3 separate regions of the Sus scrofa genome follow, and regions 2 and 3 are each linked to region 1. Evidence: chromatin contacts called from public HiChIP or PLAC-seq data. All regions are on one chromosome and are shown on one strand. Each heading gives the region's core, a stretch centred on a gene start, on an enhancer-like site or on the middle of the called end of the contact. The rest is flanking DNA. Distances are from core to core; before and after follow the strand shown.

Region 1 (3,300 bases), core at 384-2,883:
GCCCCTCAATGAACTTTTTGAATGCATTTTTTTTTCCGTTTTCATCTTTTGTATACAATTTTAAAGAAAATTCTCAAAAGCCTTACACAAAACAAAGTTGGGGGAAAACAGACGGTTTGTTCCTTGGGTATTATTCTTCTGATAGCAGCTGTAGCTAGGGTACTCAACAGTACTGTCAGAGCTGAAAGGCACCTTACCCATCAGTCACCATTACCAACAAGGGGAGGGAGGTGAGTCTTTATAACCTCCAGAGCTGCGTTTTAGAACATAGTCAAGTTATCAACAGCTTGTCAGCATGCAAATTTCTGTGCCCCAAATCAAGCCCTCTAAATTAGCATTTCTGATAGCTGGGGCCCAGAAATCTGCAGTAACACAGTAAAGAGAAGGAAGGGAGGGGGGAAAGGGAGGGGGAAAGGGAGGGGGAAGGGGGGAAGGGAGGGAAGGGAGGAAGCAGAGGGAGGGAAAAAGGAAGGGAGGGAGACTGGGGACGGAAAGATGAAAGAAAGAAGGAAAGCAAGCAAGAAAGAAAAGTAAAATAGCTCTCCACTGGAATCAGAGAAGACACTAAGCAAACTCAGCTCAGTTAAGCACACTCACACAAACTGAGAGAAATGATACACAGCCTGTAACAAGCTTGCCTACGCTGACATAAAACATTTCTTTGGAGCCCACGTTAATGTTTACCAACTGAGAAAGGGAAAAGAGGTTCTCCTGTTGACCTAAAGCTGTGATTGCACTCATCTCCCTAGTTCTATTTTAGAAAGAATGCATTGTACCTCATTAAGGTAACTACGAGGCTACAAAGGCGGGGAGAGAGGCGAAACTATCAAGCGATGTTGGAAGAAGCTGGATAAATTAGGTTCTTAAAGATGAGCCCAGTGAAAGTAAAATCCTTGCACGGAATTTACAGCTGATTGGGGAGTAATTGAGCTTGCGATTCCCTGGCCCATAGTTCTGAAAACACAGAGAACAACCTAGCCTTATTAAACTGATGGACGACCCAATTGTTCGGCAGCCCTTCTAGAAATATCGGGTGAAAAATGAATGGAAAGGGTACGCTGTCATTTTAAAGTAAGGGTTGAGCGAGAGAGACACAGTTCTCCCTGCCCGCACTTCAGGTGTCCCTGCAATAAAGCCAGTCTCTTAGGCCCAAACTACCGCCGGAAACACAGCCCACGTGGCTGCCGCACTAAGAGGTAGCCTGCTGCGTCGGGGCTAAGTCAGGCATCACTCTCCCCGCCAAACCTCCAAACTTTCCCGGTGCTCATCTCGCCTTGAGCCCACCATCCGAGCACGTGGCTACCCTCAGTAGCCAGGCCATTCCCAACCCTGGCTCCCATCCCAGCAGCAGCAATAGCCAGCGCCGGCCGGCCAGGGCCCGGCGGCACCGAAGCTTACGGCCGCAGCTCGGGGACCGGCCCTGCAGTCCTCCCTCACCCCAAACTTGCTCCACCCACACTCGCGCCTGGGCGCCTGAAGAGCACAACCCTACACAGTGGCGGCGCGGGACTGCGAGAGCGTACTGCTCCACTCACCAGGCTCGGCCTGCTGCGAGCCGCCGCAAACAGGACAGGCGGCGTGGGCTGGGGGCGGGGCGGAGCGGCGTGCGCACGCTCCGGGCGGCCCCTCCTGCTCCTCGCCACCTCCCTGCAGCGCCGCCCGTTGGTGGGGGTGCTTCCGGCGCTTAGAGGCCAAGGGTATTTGGGTTCACGATTGCTCTTTTCATTTTTTCGGTATTCAAGGAAATAAATTCGTTTTTTTCTGTTGATGTTGTTGGGTTTTTTTTTTTAGTTGGAGCTGGGTGAGACTCAGGATTTGAGGACATGCCCTAGTACAACCCTGTTCTTTTAATGAATGGAGAATCTGAGGACGGCAGAGGGAAAGCGAGCTACCCAAGTTTACCGATCTAGAGATCCAGGTTCTCCACGGCTCTCCTTGGGGCTCTCTCTGCTATGCTGTGCTGTTTGGTACTAAATCAATTCTAATTTATGTCATATTGCTCCCTGAGAAAGAATTAATTCTGAATTAAAAGGATACCGGAAATTCTTGTGACTGGCGGTAAAAGCGAAGAACACATGCAATTGTTTGAGTAATTTTGGCCCAGCATTGTTTCCTTTGGACTCATTATTAGGATTTTGGGATGGAGAAGAGGGAACGAGTGGTCAGGGGATCAGTTCCTGACATGTGCCCTGGCTTGTTCCTGTCTTTGCTCTGTAGACAGCCAAAGAGGATACAACGGAAGTTTTATTTCATTCTAAGATGATTGAGACCAGGAGCTGTTTCTGATAGTGAAGTGACACAGAAGCAAATGGGGAAAAAGTACACCTCTATCTAACACTTGTCCAAACTAACAATAATAGCAAGCCTTGAATAGAGTTCTTCTGCTTGTCAGGCACCATACTAGGTGTTTCATAGACTCCTCACTTCAGCCTCGCCACATCCTCCACTTTACTGTTGATGAAACTGAGTCAGTGTTAACAAATTTTTGGACTGGGACCCATACCATGCCAGGGTCCCAGTCCCACAAGGTTGCTGTCTCAGCCAAAGAGGTTCTTTTTCTATCAGATTTGCCAGGAGCAACCAAACCCATGCTGTGACTGGAAGAGCACAAACTTTATTCAGTAGCCAAAGAATGGAGAACTTGGAACCTAGTTCAAAAATCAACTTCCCAACCCAGCTGGCAATACCGAATGTATTGGGGGAGGGTCAGAGTAAAAGAGGAATTGGAAAGAATGGGAGGAATATTCATGACTTATACCAGAATAGAGGTGTGGCTTGGACCTGGAACTGATGCAACTCTCCTTTTCAGTCCTCCTTGCAAGGGCTTTTCTGGTTGTTGTCATGGCAATTGTCAACTGTCACCATGCTGGAGGGTGTGTCATTTCGCATGCTAATGAATTTCAGTGTTATGATGATGCTTAAAGTCTCCTGGAAGTCAAATCTTCCACAATCTTGGTTGGTTTCTACTCAAGGGAGGGCTAGGGTTATGATTCTGCAATACCTTTGATTACAACAGCCTTGGTTACCAAGTTACTTAACAGCTCTGTCCTTGAAGAGCTTCCAGGAGCTTCCAGGATCTCCCAGATTTCTGAATCAATAGACTAGGAATCTGCCCGTGGATCCTGGGATCAGGATGCTAAAATGATAGGAGAGAGGAGAGAATTCTCCTTTTCTTGTCTTGAACATAAACCCTGAAAAAATGTGTCCCTGATTCTTAAAAAATAAGAACGCTTTGGGTTGCATTGTTAAAAGATCTTTTCAGAGGAGTTCCTGTCATGGCACAGTGGTTAACAAATCCGA
Region 2 (3,300 bases), core at 464-2,963, 230 kb before region 1:
AATGAGGGATTCTTTGTGGTGAATTGCATTACATATGTCATCTATCTATTTGCTAAAGAATATGGTGTTTAGCAAAACTACCTGCTGAGCAACATAATAAGATTTTTGTACAAAGTACAAATTACTAATTATTGTATTTTATTTTTCTATGATTTCCTAAGAAGCATTATCAGGGTCTTACAGAGGAGTAGGCCCGTTTATTAAAATATTATTAGCAAATAAAAGTTAAAGTTCTGGTGGTTGAATTTGTGACTTTTTTGTACTTGTATTGATTATATTTAACATAATTTATTTTAATCTATTAAACCTAGATGCTCTTTGGATATATTAGTAATTCTGGAGACAAAATCATAGCTGTATGCAGTTCCCACTGTGGCTCAGCGGGTTAATGATCCAACATTGTCTCTGTGAGGGTGTGGGTTAAGGGTCACATGTGGCCAGGTCACAGATGCGGCTTGGATCCAGTGTTGCCATGGCTATGGCACAGGCCTGCAACAACAGTTCCAATTCGATTCCTAGCCCAGGAACTTCATATGCCATAGGTGCCACCTTAAAAAGAAATAAAAAACCTCACAGCTGTAATTTTTCAAACTAGTATCATTAGGGTTGAGGCATAAATTCACATAAATATAAATAATTAGTATATATTTTTGTAGCGATTTTTACATCATCAAAATATTTTTTAAGATTAAAGTAAATTCACTTGTTCACTGAATAAGGTAATATTGTGCACAAATTGCAGATGACCAAAAAAATACACATAATGTACAACTGTTCAAATAGCTTTTGACTATCAACATGCACTCCAAAAACTTCCAATCAATTACAAATCATGGATTTTCTATATTTTTTTAAAAGTTGCTGGTAAGAAAATAATTAAAAGTATCCTGAATTAATCAGAATAGTGCTGTATTCATCATATCTCTCTTCTCTCTTTATAATTCTTCTACTACAGTTTCAAATGAGAATATGAAATTTAAACTGGTAATAAAGTACTTGAAACTTTCCTTATATCTTTCCTTGTAACTTAAGTAACCCTCATAAAATTAAATACCATTTTAAAGCTTCTTTTTTTTTTCGTTATATAAATAAAAGAACCCAGAAGTTCCCACTGTGGCACAAAGTTATCCGCGTCTTGGGAGCACTGGGACGCAGGTTCCATCCCTGGCCTGGCACAGATTAGGGATCCAGTGTTGCTGAACATGTGGTTTAGGCGCCAACTGTGGCTGGGATCTTAACCTGGCCTGGGAACTATATATGCTCTGGGGCGGCCAAAGAAGAAAAATAAATAAAAAAAATAAAAGAACCTACATCTTCAAGTTTGAAGAATAAAAGAAAAAGCACCCCATGATCATGCAAATTTCCCCCCATGATTACTTTTATATAATTCCTTCTAGTCTCTTTTTTTTTTTCAGCTTTCCCAATCCATTTAATAGGCCATAACAATTAACAGACCCAATGGGTAGGGTAGTAAACACAACACCTGGGTAGTTGGAGGGGGGATATAATCTCACACTCATAGCTAACAAAGTAAATAATCGTTTACCAATACTGTAAAACCCCGGAACAATTTAAGAAAGTTGCTAACTTGAAGCATTCAGAGTTGATTCCTCTCCTGACCACCCGCCAATTGGATTCTGGGGACTGCAATCTAATCAAGGAAGATTATGCCCCGAGGAAATCTCTTCAGGAGATCAGACGGCTAAGAAGCCTGGTTACAGGCATACTTCCTCTGCCGAATAATGCCTGAGTTTACCTCCTCTCCCTACCAACATTAACGGTTTTGCTTCTGAAGGGCTCCAGCCTGAGGTCTTAGAGCCTGGAAGGCAGACGCGACGCACAACCAGGCAGCCCGTGCGCACAGGTCGCCCTGGAGCGCGCAGTCGGGTCCTGCAGTGGTTGCCACAATGCCGAGCACGTGCCCGACGTCGACTCAGGCTTCTCAGTGCTCGAGGCGCCACAGTGAGCGCAGGTCTCTGTGTGCAGGCCCTAGAAGGCAGGGAAACCCAGGCGGCGAGAAACGCCCCGCAGCAAAATTTCACGCCAAACACTTCCCAGCAGGCTGTGCGCGCGCCTACAACTCCCATCATGCTCCATGAGGGATTGCACGGCTATTTGCTGGAAGCCGGCAGTTTACCCCGTCACCCTGCTCACGTTTCTTTAATACTTCTCGCTGTGCCTCAAGCATCTTGGGGAGCTTTTCAATCCCACAATCAGAGCAAGGCGGCTTGACGCGCTAAAACCTCTGAGGAGGCGTGGCTCCGGACCGGAAGAACCTTCCGTTGCCAGGGGAACGTCGCGCACCCAAGCGCCTGCCCAGCCACTGATGTTTGGATTGTAGCAGCAGCAACCTCTTCACCCAACTTGTGGAGGCGGCTTTCCTCAAGACGAGTGATCCTTCTTCCTATGGAGGCTTAGAGAGGAGGGCTGAGGGACGTCCGCACCGAATTTCCATCCCAGAGACGGATACGAGCGTGTGCGTCCATTCCTGTTCTTCTGCGGCTCCGGGGCCTGCAGAACTAACCTCCAAGACCAGGTATCTCCCACCCGTCCCCGCCAGTTGTGTGCAGTGCCAACCCACAGTCCCAGCCGCCAATTTTAGAATTGCTTTTTCCCATGTTTTTCACTCCGTGTAGTTGTTTCTAATGTGTGAGAAGTAAAAAAAGAAGTGGGCTAGGGCCCCCAGAAAACTCATTGAATTGCTTTGGGTGAATTTTTTTTGATCAGATGGGCCTTTTTATTTGGTGTGTGGAGTAATTGAAATTCCATCAAAAACTGAAAACTGAATAAAAACGTTTGTTTGGAGTAGTTAGAGTGCTATAATTCACTCTAGAAACATTTTTAAAGTTTACAAAATACCATTGGGGGTGTTTTCTTTGCTCGACCTCTCTCTCTGTAGCGTGCCTTCCGACCTCTTAACTGTGGATAACATCCTGATTATTGAGGACTTTTCTGGCAACAATTAAAACAAATCATTTAGAAAGTTGTTTTCTCAGATAACAGCCAAGAGAATTTGGCTGGTGTGCGGAAAGAGGAAAACAAGATAAACTGGAAAGATAGATTGGAGTCAAAATGTGAACAGCTTTAAAAGCTATGCGTGAAAGTTTATACTTTATTCTAAAAGTTCTCAATAGTGACTGTATAGCTACACTGTGTAGCTTTTTTAAATACAGATGCCCTGATAACATCTTCAGAAATACTAATCCAATTAGCTGATTCCACTGTGCAGCCAGGGTTGAGAATCCTTGGTTGTAGGAATAGGGAGCTACATGAAACTTGAGTTGTATCTCCTCCTATGCA
Region 3 (3,300 bases), core at 324-2,823, 150 kb before region 1:
GTCCTAAAAAGCAAAAAGAAAGAAAGAATTTGACTGCTGAGGTGTGGATTCAACCATCTCTGGAGTCGTTAAAGGGATCTGTCCATTGCTTTGGCTGTGGCTCAGATTCAATCCCTGGCCTGGGTACTTCTATATGCCATGGGTGTGGCCATTAAAAAAAAAGATAAAACCTTCGCTAAGGGGGCAAATCTTACGTCACAAGTGTTTAATAATAATAATAATAGAAGGTTGGAGGAGACATAGAGATGCTGGATGGTTTTAGGGCATTGATTGTGATGATGGTTTCATGTATATTTATTGTCACACTCATCAAGTTTCATATGTTACGTACAGCTTTTTGTATGTAATTTTTAAAAAATTGAAGAACATTCAAACTACTGTATTTAGACATACTTAAAAGCAAATCTTAATGACCTTTTGGTTTCCAGATTTTGGTGATGTCTGTTTAATGACTACAGAATATTTGTTTCAGCATTTACAAGTTTGAATCATACCTGTATGACTGGATTTTTATTTATTATTTATTTATTTGTTTATTTATTTATTTTTGCTTTTTAGGGCCACACCTGCAGCATATGGAAGTTCTCTGGCTAGGAGTCAAATCGGAGCTGTATCTGCTGGCCTACCCCACAGCCGCAGCAACACCGCATCCAAGCAAGGATCCAAGCTGTGTCTGCGACCTACACCACAACTCATAGCAAAGGTGGATCCTTAACTCTCTGAGCGAGGCCAGGGATTGAAACTGTATCCTCATGGATATTAGTTGGATTCATTTCCACTGAGCCACAACAGGAACTCCCTAATCCTTTAATTTTTTAATTTTTGTTTTGTTTGGGTTTTTATTGAAGTATATTTGATTCACAATGTGTTAGTTTCAGGTGTACAGCAAAGTGATTCATCTGAATTCTTCTTTAGATTATTTTCCCTTATAAATTATTACAAAATATTGAGTATAGTTCCCTGCGCTATAAAGTAGGTACCTGCTAGTTATGATCAGCGTTGTCTTCTGCAATAGGGTTAGCCATGTAGAATGTAACACGGAGTGTGAGAAATATAAAGCATGTCTGTGTTAGGATAAGTTTCTCCACACGTAGTAAACCAGCGAAACAAGAAGCAAGTTGTTGACAGACCTAGACAGGCACCTAGGCGCCCCCTGCTTCTGAGACTCAGCCGTGGGTAACCTCATCTTTTGCAACCTGGTGGAAATTGTTTTAGGGAATAGCTGTTCGTTAGCTGAATGTTAGCCCAGGGCACTCTGGTACTGAAGTTTACCAGGTGTGTTCACAAACTTTAGCTCCTGAACTTCTTTCAAAAGTTCCATGCACTGATTGAATGATAGAAAAACAAATCGTTAATAGAAAGCGAAAACTGAGTGCAAAGACAGTCTGGCAGCCTGAACTGGTTTGAGAGTAAAGCCCGGCGTCGCGGGGTTACGCGTTCCGCTCGGGTCTCAGGAGCGCGCTTAGAGCAGGGATCCGGCTGGCAGCGAGGAAGCCTGGCGGGGCTGGGCTGGGGCGGGACCGCGGCCTCTGGCTCCTCCCAGGGGGGCGGGCGGGCGGGCTAGGCCAGGGCGGGAGGAGGGGCGGCCGCCCAGCGCGAGAAGGAGCCGCGCGGGGAGCGCAACGCGCCCGCGCCTCTACCGCTCGGGATGGACTGAGTGGCCCTGCATCGGTCCTGCCCTAGCCGGGTCCCGCGGTGCCGGGTCAGGATCCGGACGCAGGACACCGCCTCGCGCTTTCCCAGTGCACCTACTGCTGCGCCAGGGAGATGTCCGGCGGCCGGAGAAGGGGCGGCGCCCCCTGGCACAGCTTCTCCCGGTTCTTCGCTCCCCGAAGCCCTTCCCGGGACAAGGAAGAGGAAGAGGAGGAGAAGCCGGGGACTAGCCAGCCGCCCGCGCCGGGCCGGGGCGCTGCCAGGTGAGAGCTACGGCGGGCGTCCGGTGGCCCTGTGTTGACTCACGGGACGGGGCTCCTGGCCCTACTGCCCACAGCTGGCCGCTCTTGGCCAGGCTGCGCTCGCCACTTTCTGTTCTCCTTCCTCCATTGCCCAAGTTTCGTCTTCCTTGCCTAGTTCCTTTGCCGCATATCTTGGTTTGCTAAATCCGGGTGAAGTTCGCGACCTGCGCCCAGGGCCAGCCTCTGCCTGCCCCCCACCCCTCCCCGGACGTGATTCTATTCGCGTCCCACACTCGCGTCTGCTCTCCAAGTTCTGTGGCAAAAGCGAGTCCCCCGGCGTCCTGCCGGCGGTAATGCGAAACAGTTGTGAGCGTAGCCGGCCGCCAGGGCTTAGGAGGGCGAGATCCGAAATCAACTCGGGTGGGAAATGTAACGCTTTGGAGCGCCATCTCCTCGGCTGGTATTTTGCAAACTTATTCAGAGTTTCTCAAAATGATTTTTAAGTGGTGATGTTGAGTTCCCAAGACTCCATCAAAATTTAAACCCCTCGGTAGGTTTATCTCTGCCTGACATTCAAATGATACCACCCTTCTTTCCCATATCTCTTCGGAAACATCTGTCTCAAGTTCCCAGACAGATTCCAGAAACCAGGACTCGAGCTGTCTTAGTTTCAGTAGTGAAAACGTGCTTCTTCTCTGCAGTCTTTCTCCTTCCTCCACCTGCTGCTGTAAAATCGAAATTTTAAAAACTCATATCTAATAAAAATACCCGTTCCGGAGTCTTTTCATCTGTCTTGAGGGAGGGAGAGAGATTAAGTGATACGCATCTCGCTGTTTTAAACTTTTGATGAGAGGCTTTAGCTCCCTCTTTCCTCCCATTGCACTAGGAGATCACTCATGTGATTGGAAGGACGCTCTCCAGGAAGCTATGTTTACTTCAGATGTTAAAGACTTAGTCAAGGGGTTCAAAGAAAAATGGATAGGAAACAGAACTATATATAACTGTGACTGAGCTGATTCCAGTGGTATTCATTCAGGTCTTATGATTTGATTCTGTTCGTTTATGTATTCCTTAGTTTCCCTGCTTGTGAAGCATTTTCATTCTGACCGTCTGTTAATAAAATGCCACATCTTTCCAAGGAAGCTCCTGTTATAATTGGTAAACTTCTCCTGGGAAGCATCTGCTATTATTGCCCTGTTAAGAGAGAATTTAAAATTCAGAGTTACACAGTAGTTAAAAATAGTTTTGAAGTCTGACAGGGCTCACCCAGAATGTCAGAATGCTGGTGTGGGTAGACAGCCTGTGGTGCCTGCCATCACTAACTACACTGTGAATCTTGGATAATATGGAAGCAGTATTTAAAAGAAATTCCAAGTAGACTCAGCAAAAGTTGGAAACTTAGAGT

Evidence for each region. HiChIP or PLAC-seq counts read pairs in DNA pulled down with a chosen protein or histone mark.
Region 2: a contact with region 1 is called in an H3K27ac HiChIP or PLAC-seq map of alveolar macrophages. The contact joins the promoter of ARL6 here to the promoter of RIOX2 in region 1. A contact is called at or near these places in 2 of 5 promoter capture datasets (fetal liver and liver) and 2 of 2 datasets of contacts at active chromatin or transcription factors (alveolar macrophages and skeletal muscle).
Region 3: an H3K27ac HiChIP or PLAC-seq map of skeletal muscle shows a contact between it and region 1. The contact joins the promoter of CRYBG3 here to the promoter of RIOX2 in region 1. A contact is called at or near these places in 1 of 5 promoter capture datasets (liver), 12 of 47 Hi-C or Micro-C datasets (adipose tissue, embryonic fibroblasts, epiblast stem cells and 7 more) and 2 of 2 datasets of contacts at active chromatin or transcription factors (alveolar macrophages and skeletal muscle).

What each region holds. Positions count from the first base shown.
Region 1 is chr13:162,328,874-162,332,173 of Sscrofa11.1, reverse strand. It overlaps RIOX2 (bifunctional lysine-specific demethylase and histidyl-hydroxylase MINA), which reads right to left and starts at 1,633. Exons shown (of 8, transcript XM_021070695.1): 1 at 1,536-1,633.
Region 2 is chr13:162,555,088-162,558,387 of Sscrofa11.1, reverse strand. ARL6 (ADP-ribosylation factor-like protein 6) reads left to right here and starts at 1,713. Exons shown (of 9, transcript XM_021070700.1): 1 at 1,713-2,536.
Region 3 is chr13:162,477,044-162,480,343 of Sscrofa11.1, reverse strand. It overlaps CRYBG3 (very large A-kinase anchor protein), which reads left to right and starts at 1,573. Exons shown (of 22, transcript XM_021070691.1): 1 at 1,573-1,916. The coding sequence starts at 1,768.